Linked DNA regions of Mus musculus: region 1 is linked to region 2. A link is a contact called in public Hi-C data. All regions are on one chromosome and are shown on one strand. The core of a region is the stretch at or near the end of the contact, and the rest is flanking DNA. Distances in the headings are between cores, read along the strand shown. Region 1 overlaps Alox12b (arachidonate 12-lipoxygenase, 12R type). Region 2 holds the start of Aloxe3 (arachidonate lipoxygenase 3).

What was found. Hi-C and Micro-C count contacts between places; a contact is called where the count stands out from the background.
Region 1: a contact with region 2 is called in a Hi-C map of myocytes, with 2.4 times the contacts expected there. The contact joins the enhancer-like site here to the promoter of Aloxe3 in region 2. A contact is called at or near these places in 8 of 39 promoter capture datasets (the 3T3-L1 cell line, the SN4741 cell line, embryonic stem cells and 4 more), 1 of 15 datasets of contacts at CTCF or cohesin (the NIH/3T3 cell line), 13 of 484 Hi-C or Micro-C datasets (the HPC-7 cell line, LSK cells, Th1 cells and 7 more), 5 of 115 datasets of contacts at active chromatin or transcription factors (the SCID.adh cell line and embryonic stem cells) and 1 of 9 other capture datasets (adipose tissue).

What each region holds. Positions count from the first base shown.
Region 1 is chr11:69,169,753-69,175,558 of GRCm38.p6, reverse strand. It overlaps Alox12b (arachidonate 12-lipoxygenase, 12R type), which reads right to left. Exons shown (of 15, transcript NM_009659.2): 15 at 5,768-5,806. Among named protein-coding and RNA genes, the nearest start is that of Alox12b, 16 kb to the right of the region's middle. Within about 2 kb of position 3,673, at least 25 of the 459 cell types and tissues checked have an H3K27ac peak or open chromatin away from gene starts, as enhancers often do. A contact at or near this core is called in muscle stem cells, myocytes and trophoblast stem cells, where this site is marked.
Region 2 is chr11:69,124,852-69,130,829 of GRCm38.p6, reverse strand. Aloxe3 (arachidonate lipoxygenase 3) reads right to left here and starts at 4,453. Exons shown (of 15, transcript NM_011786.2): 1 at 4,281-4,453; 2 at 3,300-3,504; 3 at 2,134-2,215; 4 at 1,145-1,264; 5 at 700-825. The coding sequence starts at 4,427. n-TKctt27 (a tRNA gene) reads left to right here and starts at 5,582; the gene lies at 5,582-5,654.

The sequences.
Region 1 (5,806 bases), core at 2,424-4,923, 46 kb before region 2:
ATGTGTTTGAATGCTTGGCCATAGGGAGTGGCACTAGGCTCCTAGGCACTAGGAGGTGTGGCCTTGGAGTAGATGTGGCCTTATTGGAAGAAGTGTGTCACTGTGGAGGCAGGTGTCAAGGTCTCCTATATTCAAACTATGCCCAGTGAGGCACACAGTCTCTTGCTGCCTACTTCTGATCAAGATGTAGAACTCTCAGCTACCTCTCCAGCCCTGTGGGTACTGCCGTGCTTCCTACCATGACGATAACGGATAGAACCTCTAGACTGTAAGGCAACGCAATTAAATCCTTTCCTTTATAGAAGTTGCCATGGTCACCGTGTCTCTTCACAGCAATAAAACCCAAACCAAGACAGCACCTCACAGGGTTTCCAAAAGCAGACTCTCAGAATTCCACATCTTCGAGGTCACACGAGTCATACACACTTCCTGCGGCGCAAACACTACTCCTCCGCCTTCCTTAGGCACCTGCAGCCTCTGTCCCTGGCAGCAAACCAGGCAACCAGGCAAACTGGGGAAAACAAATCCGGGCTTTGGAGTCTGCTCATCGCCACCCTGTCCACCACCCAGTAGACCACTCTGTCCTCTATACTGGGTGAACCACGGTCATCCTCTGAGGCTCTGTACCTTGGTCGTTAACTAGAGGCCTAGTTGGTAGCCACCCCAACTCTGCTGCAGCACCAGCATCCCACCACTCAGGTCAGCAAAGTGGGGCCATGTGGCTGGCAGTCTGTGGAGGAGGACAATGGCACATCCCCAGGACAGCCACAGCCTGCTGCCAAGGCTGCATTTCCTGATGCTAGGCCGGGCCTCCGTGGCCCAGGCTCCTCCCTAGTTTGGATTTTTGCTACGTGCGGTATTTTCTCCTCTTTAATTTGCATCTTGGTGTAAAGGTCGCACTAGTTGGTGTCAGAGGAAAAAAAATGCACTTTGGCGTCGTAGAGGGTGCCATCCACCCTCATTGAAACCTTTGACAGTTCTGTCATGACTCCTGAAGGGACCCTAGCCAGCCCAAGCATGGCAAACATAGCTCTGGCAGACCTTGCCGTTTTCCCTCTCTCCCTCTGACTTGCTAAGAACTGTTAGATTACATTCCTCAAGCTAGCCACCAAGATCTATTCCCTTATCTGGCCATTTCCTTCTCTGGAAGCTGACCACCAAGGCCCAGCTATCAAAATATTAAAATCCAGCAATCAAAAGCTCCCTTTGGCTCACCTAATTAACATACCCAAAAGTAAACACCTCATCCTAACGTGAGGCTTCCCCCTTGAACCTTTATAAACTACCTATGGGCCACATCTGTCTCCTGTCTATCCAGAGGCAGTCCTTTGTCCCACTCCAAAACAAAGACCCTTTCTCCTCTCCCTTGTTCCCTTCCCCTTCTCCCTATCCTCTTGTAGAAGTTAGGTCTGTTCTTCCTCCCAGCCCCACGCTCCCAGAAATAAAATTCAGACTCAAAATATATTTACAAATACCTTGCCCACATAGCTAGGTTCTTCTCTGACTCATAACTTAAAATAACCCATTTGTTCTCATCTACATTTTGTCACATGGCTGGTTACCTGTGCTCAGGTACCAAGCGTCTGTCTTATTATATCTTCCCAGGCAAATCTCCCTTGCCTGGCTCTGTCCCAGAATCCTTTCTGCCTACACAATGTCCCATCTCCTATTCCCTGCCTAAGCTAGAGGCCATCAAATTTATTATTGGCTGGTGCCACGTCCATACACATACGAGATATTTTTTCTACATCTCCTGGCTTTTTGTCTCGTATTCCCTGCCCTTTGTCCCTCTAGGGCAAATCAAGCTCTTTTGTGCTGGAGACTTGGTCTTGGGGTGTCCTGGGTCAATTCTGTTTTGCTTTTGTCTTTTTCAACTCCAGCAGTTGAAAAGTAACCCTTCTAGGAGGTGTCCCCTGGCATCTTTTGCATCCTTCTGGTCTCTGTCTCACTAGACATCTGCGTGACATTAGACTGGTATAGAGGAGTTGGCCTTGGTCACTTTACATCCTGGAAATAAAAAAATGTTAGCAACTTCAGCCACCGAGGAAGCAAAATCACAGCTGGAAAGTTAGTTAGCTTTCCCAGGGCTGCACGAAGCTAGTCAGCAGACCATGTGGTTGGCCCCGTGGCTGTGGTACTGAGTTACACTTCTTCAGTCTCAGTCTGATGCTCCCCTGTCCCCTCATCCCACTTTACTCAGACACCTAAGCAAGATACTCCCATCTAAGCAAGATACTCCCATCTAAGCAAGATACTCCCATCTAAGCAAGATACTCCCATCTAAGCAAGATACTCCCATCTTCCTGCCCAGTGACCCAGCAAAACACTGGCTCCTGGCCAAGATGGGTGCATCACGCCGTAGCACTGGTGCCTGACCGGTCACTGTCCCCTCTGAATGCAGTACCTTTGCGACGCGTACCACCCATCCTCACTATGAAGAGGAGCTCCGCCTCCATGCCCAGAGCTGCAGAAGACTTAGGCTGCCTCTGCTGACTTCTGGCTCTGGACACCGTCCACATCAGCATCCAGGAAAGCACCGAGACAAACTGAGGGTCCTCTGGCCTTCACAGCCCATCACTGGAATAGGAGGACTCCTTGAAACCAAATACCAGAAGACTGGCAGCCGGCCTCTGCCTGTCTTGCCTGCTGACTGATCTAGAGGTCCAGGATTTCCCCCACTACTACCACCAGAAGTGTTTGCTCTGTAACCAAGCCATCATGGAAAAGTGAGGCTCCCTGTGGCCTAAGGGCTTTGAATGACTCACTCTCTGCCACATTTTGTTGAGTTATTACCAACCCACACTACCGCTCCACCACCACCACCACCACTACCACCCCATCCCTGCATGAACCCTCCTCTGAATTCTCAAGGCCTTCCTGTCTCACCTTCTTTTTCCCAGCTGTGGGACCTTGGGAAAGTCTCTTAACCTCTCATGTGACATGTCAGGCATTCGGTTATCTGTCTCATAAATTGCTGTTTAAACTAACTGCAAAGCCCTGATATCTGACACAGGTGAAGCAGGCAGGCTTTCTGAGAATGAACTGTTAGTGTGATTGCTGTTATGGGGTATGGGCCATGCAGCCACTGCTTTACAGTGGCTCACTGTTCCCTGTCTAGGGCTTTCCCGGGGTTACACTGCTTAAACTAAGGGAAGTCCTTAGGTTACACATACCTCCTGCCTTCACTCTGAATAAGTGTATGTGTGTGTGTGTGTGTCCATGTAAGGGCATATGCCTGTGTATACACTGAGGCCAAAGGAGGGAGCCAGATCCCTTACAACTGGAGTTACAGCATTTGTGAGCTGTCCAGCTTGACACAAAGGTGCTGGATCCAAACTGCCGTCCTCATTGCTCAGCAGGGCAAGCAGACATCACTCCTGAAGCATTTCTCCCAACCCTCTAGATTTTGTTCTGCTTAGGTTTTTTGTTTTTTGTTTTTTGTTTTCAAATTTACAGACTCTCCCACCCAGAATCTTCCTTCCCTTCCTATTCTTTCTCTATTTCAACGCGGATAAGTCTTTTGACTACAAAAACAAAACAAAACAAAACAAAAACAAACAAACAAAAACAAACAAACAAACAAAAACGAAAATAAGATAAACCTTGTCAACCTATGAAAACACATCCGCGGCCAGCAGGGCCCTCAGTCTGCCCCCTAGTGGAGCACAGCCAATACTGCACTCTGTGGAGCTGGCCGTTTTCCCTCCTTGGCTTGCCTTTCCTCTTTTTCAGGGCAGCTGCATCCACCCCTCTTCCCTGGGGAGCAGCGATGCCTTCCAGCTGTTAGTCAGCATGTACTCTCAAGTCCCAGGCTTTGTAAGTAATACTGTCAACAAGTATTCCCCAACAACAGAACAGTGGGTAGGACTCAGAGCTCCAGGCTTCCCACCGCCCCCCCCCCCCCCGGGGTGCAGGGTTTGATTGGTTTTCTAGATTTATTTTCTATGTATGTTTTGCTCACATATACGTCTGTGCACCTCATGTGTGCCTAGTGCCTATGGAGGTCAGAAGGTGGCATCAGATCCCCTAATATTGGAGTTCTGCACAGTTATGAGGGTCTGTAGGTGTTCAAGTGCTGAGCCATAGGTCTCTCCAACCCCAGAGTAGTTCTATGAGGGCTTTCTGAGTCTGATCTTAAGTGAGACGTCTATCCAGACCCTGTTGTGTGACAATTTTTCCTGTGGAGATGCAACACACACACACCAATCACACTTGTAACATCACACAGAAAGGAAGCCCACAATGGACCAAAATACAGGTATCACCAGACTCCAACTTGGTAAACCAATGAGTTTTATTGGAGTTACTTACAGGAGCAGATATAACTCAAAACCACTGCGTTACCAAAGCCCACACTAGCATGTGTGATGGCTCACAGAAGCTGGGAGCCTGGAATGGACCACACAGCCCTTCGACAGCTCAACAGTTAAGACTGCCCTTTCCAGGCAGCTCCGGTGGTCTCTGCTTTTTCCAGGTGGCTGACCTTACCTGAAAAACCTATCTTGGTTTCTCTGAGAGTGCTTAGCAGAGGCCTTTACTGTTTATATACTCTTCGGGGTGGGGAGGGCCTGGCTGATGGATCTGGTCAGTTTCAGGGACTTTCTGAAGCTATTTGAGTTGTTTATTCTCTGTCCTATTGAGCCCTCTGCTATAGAATGTTTCCATCTTGGAGAAAACTGCTACAACACCACACCCACCACCACCACCATCATCCCAACCCCACTCTCCCACCCAGCCCCCACTCCCCACCCGAGCAGTTCCATTTCCCCAAGGCAGCCTCCCATTAGGCCTCAGCTCTGCTGGCTCCTCCTTACTGCCTTCCGTGTACCCAGCTGCCCTGGCCTCATCTGCTCTACCGTACTCAGTTGTTCAGTGGTCAGGGTGACACCTAGGGTGGTGAACATCGTCACAGAAGGAGGGGACTGAGCACAGCAGCCCTGCTCTCTAAACTGACTAAATTTAGGGCATCAGCTTGACTTCAGTTCCTGGATCTCCAATATGCCTACCCAACCAGGCAGCTGTCCCCCACCTCCGACCAAAAGCCAGTAGCCTCACTTCCTGTCAAGGCCACGTACCAGGTTCTTGTGTCACAGGCTGGCAGCTTTTGTGAGCCCTCACGCACGCTAGAGCGGGCTCTGGTAACACAGTGGCAATGAATGGAAGAGTGGAAGGGAGTCTTGAGATGACAGGTGAGAGAAGGAAGAAGACATCAGGGGACAGTGGCTTACTTGAAGAATGCCCTTGGCAGGGTTGGCTCCTCCGAATGACAGAAGGGAGCTCGTGAGTGTGGCTTAGGGTGATACAGATTCCTAGAGTCTGAGTTTTGATGAGTGTAGCTTGGGGAAGTTCAGGTTTCTTGTAGGCTGATAGTCTTTTGTTAAGAGTGACGCTTGGTTTATGTTTCAAATTGGATTCACCCTGGATCTGACTTCCCTAGGTAGGGATTGGGTGGACTAAGTCTCTGTAGGAGGGCTCTTCACAAGGACCAGAATTGTGAGTTAAAAGGTAGGGTCCAAATCCCTGTGTTTTTCCCCCCTCCTCACCCTCAGCAGTGCCTGGATACCTACCTAGACAGGCCCTTCACTAAGGAGACTCCACAGTAGGAGTAGCCTGGCCTGAATCTCTAGGGCTGTCTAGGATTGGAACCTGGAAATGGAACCTGGTGCTGCCCTGTGCCTACCCAGATGGCAGAGAACATGGCCGTGTATGTGATCACCCCCAGACCACAACCTGCTGCCCAGTAAATCCCCACGTTCTCAGACCGGGACAATGTTTACAGTGATTTTATTGGAAAATAGGAGGCAGT
Region 2 (5,978 bases), core at 3,204-5,703:
GGGTTCAATACCATTATCCACAAGGGGCAGCTCACAACTGCCTATAACCAAGCTGATGCCATCTTCTGGCCTCTGTGGGCACCAGCATGCTCATGACATGCACTCACATAGACACACACACACAAACATTTAAAAAAATATAATAATAACAATAATAAAGTAAGACTAATGATGTCTGAGTGAGTGGGTCATTTTACCCTCTGGGCAATTGTCCAGAGACTATGTAAGAATTAAGGTTATGCTAGGCAGGGCATGGTAGCTCAGGCCATTAATCCCAGGCAGAAGCAAGTAAATCTCTGTGAGTTCAAGTTCAAGGCCAGCCTGGTCTACATAGTGAATTCCAAGACAGCCAGGGCTATGTAGAAAGACCCTGTCTCAAAAAAAGAAACAACAACAAATTAAAGTTACACATCCAGAAAATATGGGCTTTGGAGTTGAACCTGAGATGGCCTGGCCTCACCTCCTCAAGGCTTAAGGACAAAGACTATCCTACTTCATTGGCCCCTGGGACCACACCCTGAATAGGGAGGAGATGAAGGACAAAGCAAAGGGAGGCTGGGAGGAAGGAAGGAAGGAATGTGAAGATCTGTGGGGAAATGGGGGCAGAGAGAAGGGCTGGGGCTGTCCTGTGAGGTGCCCCTGGTATGGATGGGAAAGAAGGGGCCAAGAGCAGAGGTGCAGGGGAAATGACAGGCTCACGCAGGAAGGGCGTTGAAGATCAGTGAGGCCGTCTTGGTGGCTGAGTATCGAATGTTGGGTTCCATGTGCAGCAGAGATGGGATGTCAATCTTCATAGGAAAGCCAGGCAGGTACCGGTTCCCAGAGCTGAGGAGGGGCAGGTAGAGAGGATAGAACCAGTCATTGGCCCTGGAGCCTGTCTCCCTTAATTCCTTTTCTCAGCTTGTCCCCAGATTTTCTAGTTCCTCTCTTACTAAGTCTCAACCCTGCCCTTTCTGCCCAAAGCAGAAGGAACCTCTTTCTTCCTCTGCTAACCACGTGAGGATCATCACTCGTCCCTCTCCTGAGAGGTGAAGAGAACTTGACATGGACTCGGATACCTCCCTCCGCTCTGCCAGCGTCCATCTCAACACACGGTGGTCTACTTTCCTCCCCTCCACCTCTTTCCCCAGCCTTCGCTTCTCACTTGTCATCCTGTTCTGCACAAGGTACTGTCTTGGTCAAGGCAAATTTCTTATCTGACTCCATCTCCTGAAAGCTGCTGACATCCACCATCCGAGGGAAGCCAGGGGCGAAGATCTTCCAGCTGCCCAGGGGGAGAGACAGAAGCAAAGGTTAATCTTGGGATTCACAGGGTCCTTTACTTCTGAAAATATGACTTCAGGTGAGCACTGCTGCTTTCTGCTTGCTGTATTCGTGACAAGAATTGGATTTCCTCCCTGAAGGCACTGGGCTTCACCATGTAGGGAGTGGAACGTGGGATCTTGTGCGTGCTAAGCACATACTGCACTGCTGAACCACGTCCCTAAGCCATCCCTAAGCCTCAGAGGAGTGCTGGGGGAATGACATAGATCCCAGCACCGATTCAGAGATGGGCTTATATTATGATTAAAGTAAAACGAGCTTGGTGACACACACCTGAAATCCCAACAATTTGAAGGGCTGACATAGACCAATCTGGGCTACACAGTAAGTGTTCCCAACCTCAAAAAAAAAAAAAAAAAAAAAAGTCTGGATGCGTTTGAGGGTTCACCAAGACTGGTAAATACAGTACTGTTTCCAATATGGGGATTTGATTTCCATCGGGACAGTAGAGGCTGAGAATGGTTAATTGATGGTCTTGGTTAAGTGTTGGCTTTGGGGTTTTATGAGAGTGTTCAAGGGATTGAACTTGGGGCCTAGAGAATGCTAGGCGAGCTCTCTACTCCTGAGCCACAGCTCCATTCCCTGCTGAAGGAACTGTTGATATTGGTATTCTGGGTCCAGACTCAGGATTACTGTTAGAGTGGAGTTAAGTTTAAATGATAATCCTAATCTGAATTGGGTTCCCAAGGGTTTTTTTTTGGGGGGGGGGTCGTTCCCAAGGTTTTAACTGAAGTTAGAATTAGGAACAATCTGAGTAAGGCTGAAGTCAGAATAACAGTGGGGCAAAGAGTCCAATCAGGCTGCTCTCACCGATAACATTCTTGGCGGGCTTGGAGTTCCCGTTTCCTGTGGTCCAGAAGGAGGGGAAGAGAATCCTGACAGATGGTTCTTGCTGTAGGGAGTGAAAGCCACTCTTTATATCAATCTCTTTTCAAACAGTACTTCCTGTTTCCAGTGTCTGAGCCCCCTAACTCTTTAGCACAATCTCTGCTATCATCTCCCCATGCATCGTGTTGGGGAATGTCTATATACGCTTTGTTCATCCATCATGAGTTGGAAGCTTTAGCAGTGTACCAAGTCATAGGTGTGTTCCTAACCATTCATGTTTGTCTCCTACATGACACACTCCTGAGGATACCAGTCATGTCATGCTCATTGTCTGTCCTTCCAGAGTCCAGCTTGGTGCCTGGCTATGCTAGGATACTCAGCATACACTTGATAACTACTGGATCAATACATTTTAATAAAGCCATCATGTTCTCTGATGATGAGTGGAGATTGATAGTAAAGTCAATGAAAAGGTCATTGTAGACTGTGGAATGATGTTCACTCACCTCACTCTAACACAGACACCCATCTCTCATCTCTGAGACTTATCATAACATACACACACACAACGCGTGCATACTTGTACACACACAAAATCCCAGTGTTACGTCTTTGGAACAAAGAGTTCTGGAGGCAAGAAAGGGCTCAAACCAGTATCCTTGAAATCCAAAATTCAACAAAAGAGCCTAACTCACTTCCCAGACCCTTCATCCCCACCAGAAAAGCTAGAAAAAAGTAAGGTACAGGATCTTTGCAGGTTAATTCTCTAAATATTCATGGCTTTTCTACCTGTTGAGATCTAGCTTGTACGTTTATTCCTTTCTGAGTTCCAGAAGACCATATTCTGGAGAAATGCAGAGGGATACCATTAGCTGCCTGCTATGGGAGTGTGAGTCTCTCTGTGTGTGCTTATCTGTGTCCGTCTGTCTGTGTGAGCCTGTCTGTGTGTACCTCCAGAACAATAAACACTACCCAGGAAGCTCTTGCATGTCAGGACTTTAGCAGTGCTCTTTATCAGACACTGTTGCTTTGGGATCCCGGCATTCCTAACCCCAGTCACATTCCCTACGCGCCGAGTTCTGTGAGACTCCATTCCTAACCTCACACGAAGCCTCTGCAGTACTGTGCAGTCTCTGTCCCTTGCCCACCTGTTCCTGGCCGCAGCTCCACAGTACAGTAGCCATCGATCCACTGGTAGCAGGGAAAGTGGACAGCAGAGCCATCGGGGGCAGTGACACAGATTCGACTGCAGTACCAAGGGTCCTTGCAGAAGAAAGCAAAGCGCTCCTTGTGTAAGCGCAACAGCAAGATCTCACCCAGCTCTGCTTCACAGCGCACCTTATACTTCTGAACCTGGAGTGAGGGAAGCAGCAAGCAGGCCTTTGAGCAACCAGGAACTGTCGAGGACATCTTTGCACTCTGAAGTGTGCATCAACACCGCTACCTTTCTGGGATATTGGCCTGAGCAGTCGTTGATCCATGTGGTTCCTTTGTGTGATTGAGAGAAAGAGCCCGTCTCCATCCAGAGAGGAGCAGGCACCATACTCAGTGCCTGAGTGAATTTTTGTAGGGATTCCTACCCTCACTGCCAGTAGTTCACTTTCATGTAGGGTCATTAGCAAACTAAACTAGCGACCGACAAAGCAGACCCCTCCCAAAGAACAGGAGACCCATGATCTGATCAGAGGAATCAATTTGGTCAAAGCCTAGTGTCAATTAGGGGAGGAGCCAGGCCAGGCAGTGGTGGCTTTTAATTCCCCCTGCACTCAGGAGGCAGAGGCAGTCAGATTGCTAAGTTCAAGGCCAGCCTGGTCTACACAGAGAGTTCTAGGACAGCCAGGGCTACACAGAGAAACCCTGTCTGGAAAAACCACAGAAAATAATAACAATAACAACAATGATAGGAGAAGCCAGGAAGTTAGGGGAAGTCCCCAGAATCCATTCCAAATGCCCTTCCCCACAGCCCTGTCTCAGAACAATTGGTATGGTTTATCGTCTCCCAAAAGTCAGGGATGTCAAAGAAAATGATCACAGGACATAGCAGGCATCCTGAGTTCAGCAGGACTTGACGAATCCAACAAGAATAATCCTCACTTCCTTCAGGTTCCCCATCTCTCCTCTGTACTCACCGATCCAGAGGCGAAGTCCCTGCCTACGCGATCCAGCTTCTGCTTAGGGCTTTCACCACAGGTGCCTACCAATGTAGCATAGATGTTATCCAATGTGCCAGCCTTCAGGTAGGAACCAGTGGTCACACACAGCCGATATACTGCCATGACTGGACCCAATAACCCCAAACCAGTAGCTAGCCTAGAGAAGGTACGCTACAGGTAAGAGAGAGTCAGCTCCTGGGCAGGAGGCTGGGGGCTGGGGAAGGGTGGGCCTGAGGAAGGATCCAGCTCTAGGACGTTCCTGGGCTCGCGCGCGCTCTCTCTCTTTCTCGATCTCTCACGGCAGCTCCGCTGGTAGCTCGGGAGTACTATCCCCACCCACCGACTTGCACCCTAATACTTGTTTGCATGCCTCTGACACAGCCTGTCCCTCTGGCTGGCTCATCCAGATGGATATCAGAAGCCTGGGCCCATTGGTGAGGGAGGGAATAAGGAAGGAGGGACCAAGTGGCAAGTGGAAGACAGGGAGGAGGTGACGCGTGTTGGGACACTACTTTGTGTCTGATCAGTGGCTTGACTAATGTCCTGAAGCCCATGTTCACCCATTCCCCAGATTCCACCTAGAGCCTTTTCCTCCTATTTCCAAACCAGAAATGGGCACCAGAACACCAGAATTCCTACATGTGAATCACCCACGTGAATCACACCGTGCATCGGAAAGCTGCACCAATTCATAAATGCCAGGTGACCTCATCAACAATCAAGTGAATAACACACATCTTAGCACGTGACAAGGCCATCATGTTCTCCTTCCTGCCACCGACCCACCCATCTCCTCCTAAAGTCTAGTCTTCTCTCTGTCTCCAGTTTTTGTTATTCCCGACCTCAATCACTCCTTTGAGATAGGACCTGCCTGCCAAGTGAGTGGAAGCCTGCCCGACAGCATCTGGAGGCCCTCATGTGACATTCTTTACGCTCCAGGTCCTCCCTCAGCCAGCCTGCTGAACCGTGGGAGGCACCCTGTATGCCCTAGGTGTCCAAGATATAGGTCACAAGGACCAGGGAAGAAAAAAAATAGACTCTACCGGGGAAACCTGTGGCCCGCAGCGGCCCCGCGTGGCTGGTCTAGGCACCTCTAGATTCCTGCTTGAGTGGCGCTCCTGCCCTCCTTAACTTCTAATAAAAGCCGAGGCGTTAGCGACTAGGTTTCAGTAAGTCAGAGTCTCGGACAAAAACGAACTTCATCCTTTAAATACACACAAGAATACGTAGGTATCATAATAAATTCATTTAGGCAAAAGTGGAGAGCTTTGCTAAGAGCCCGGATAGCTCAGTCGGTAGAGCATCAGACTTTTAATCTGAGGGTCCAGGGTTCAAGTCCCTGTTCGGGCGCTTAGCTTTTTGTGGGAATCTGCACTTACAAACACTATTGTTAGGCTGTCTTGTTTGACAATAGCTCTATAATAACAAAGTAATTGCATTCTTTTTAAAAGGAAATGTAAATTGAACGTAAGTTCCGAACAATCAGAAGAGGGAACAGCATTACGTTAAAGTACTAGCTATACAAACGAGGAATACATCAAAGAGAGTAAAAAGAAAATGGGGAAGTTAATATTATTAATATTAATAATATACTTCATTTACTACAATATTTGAAAATCTTATTTTAACCCTAATTGGTGTTTTAAAATCCGCATTTTAACGAATTTTTAAATT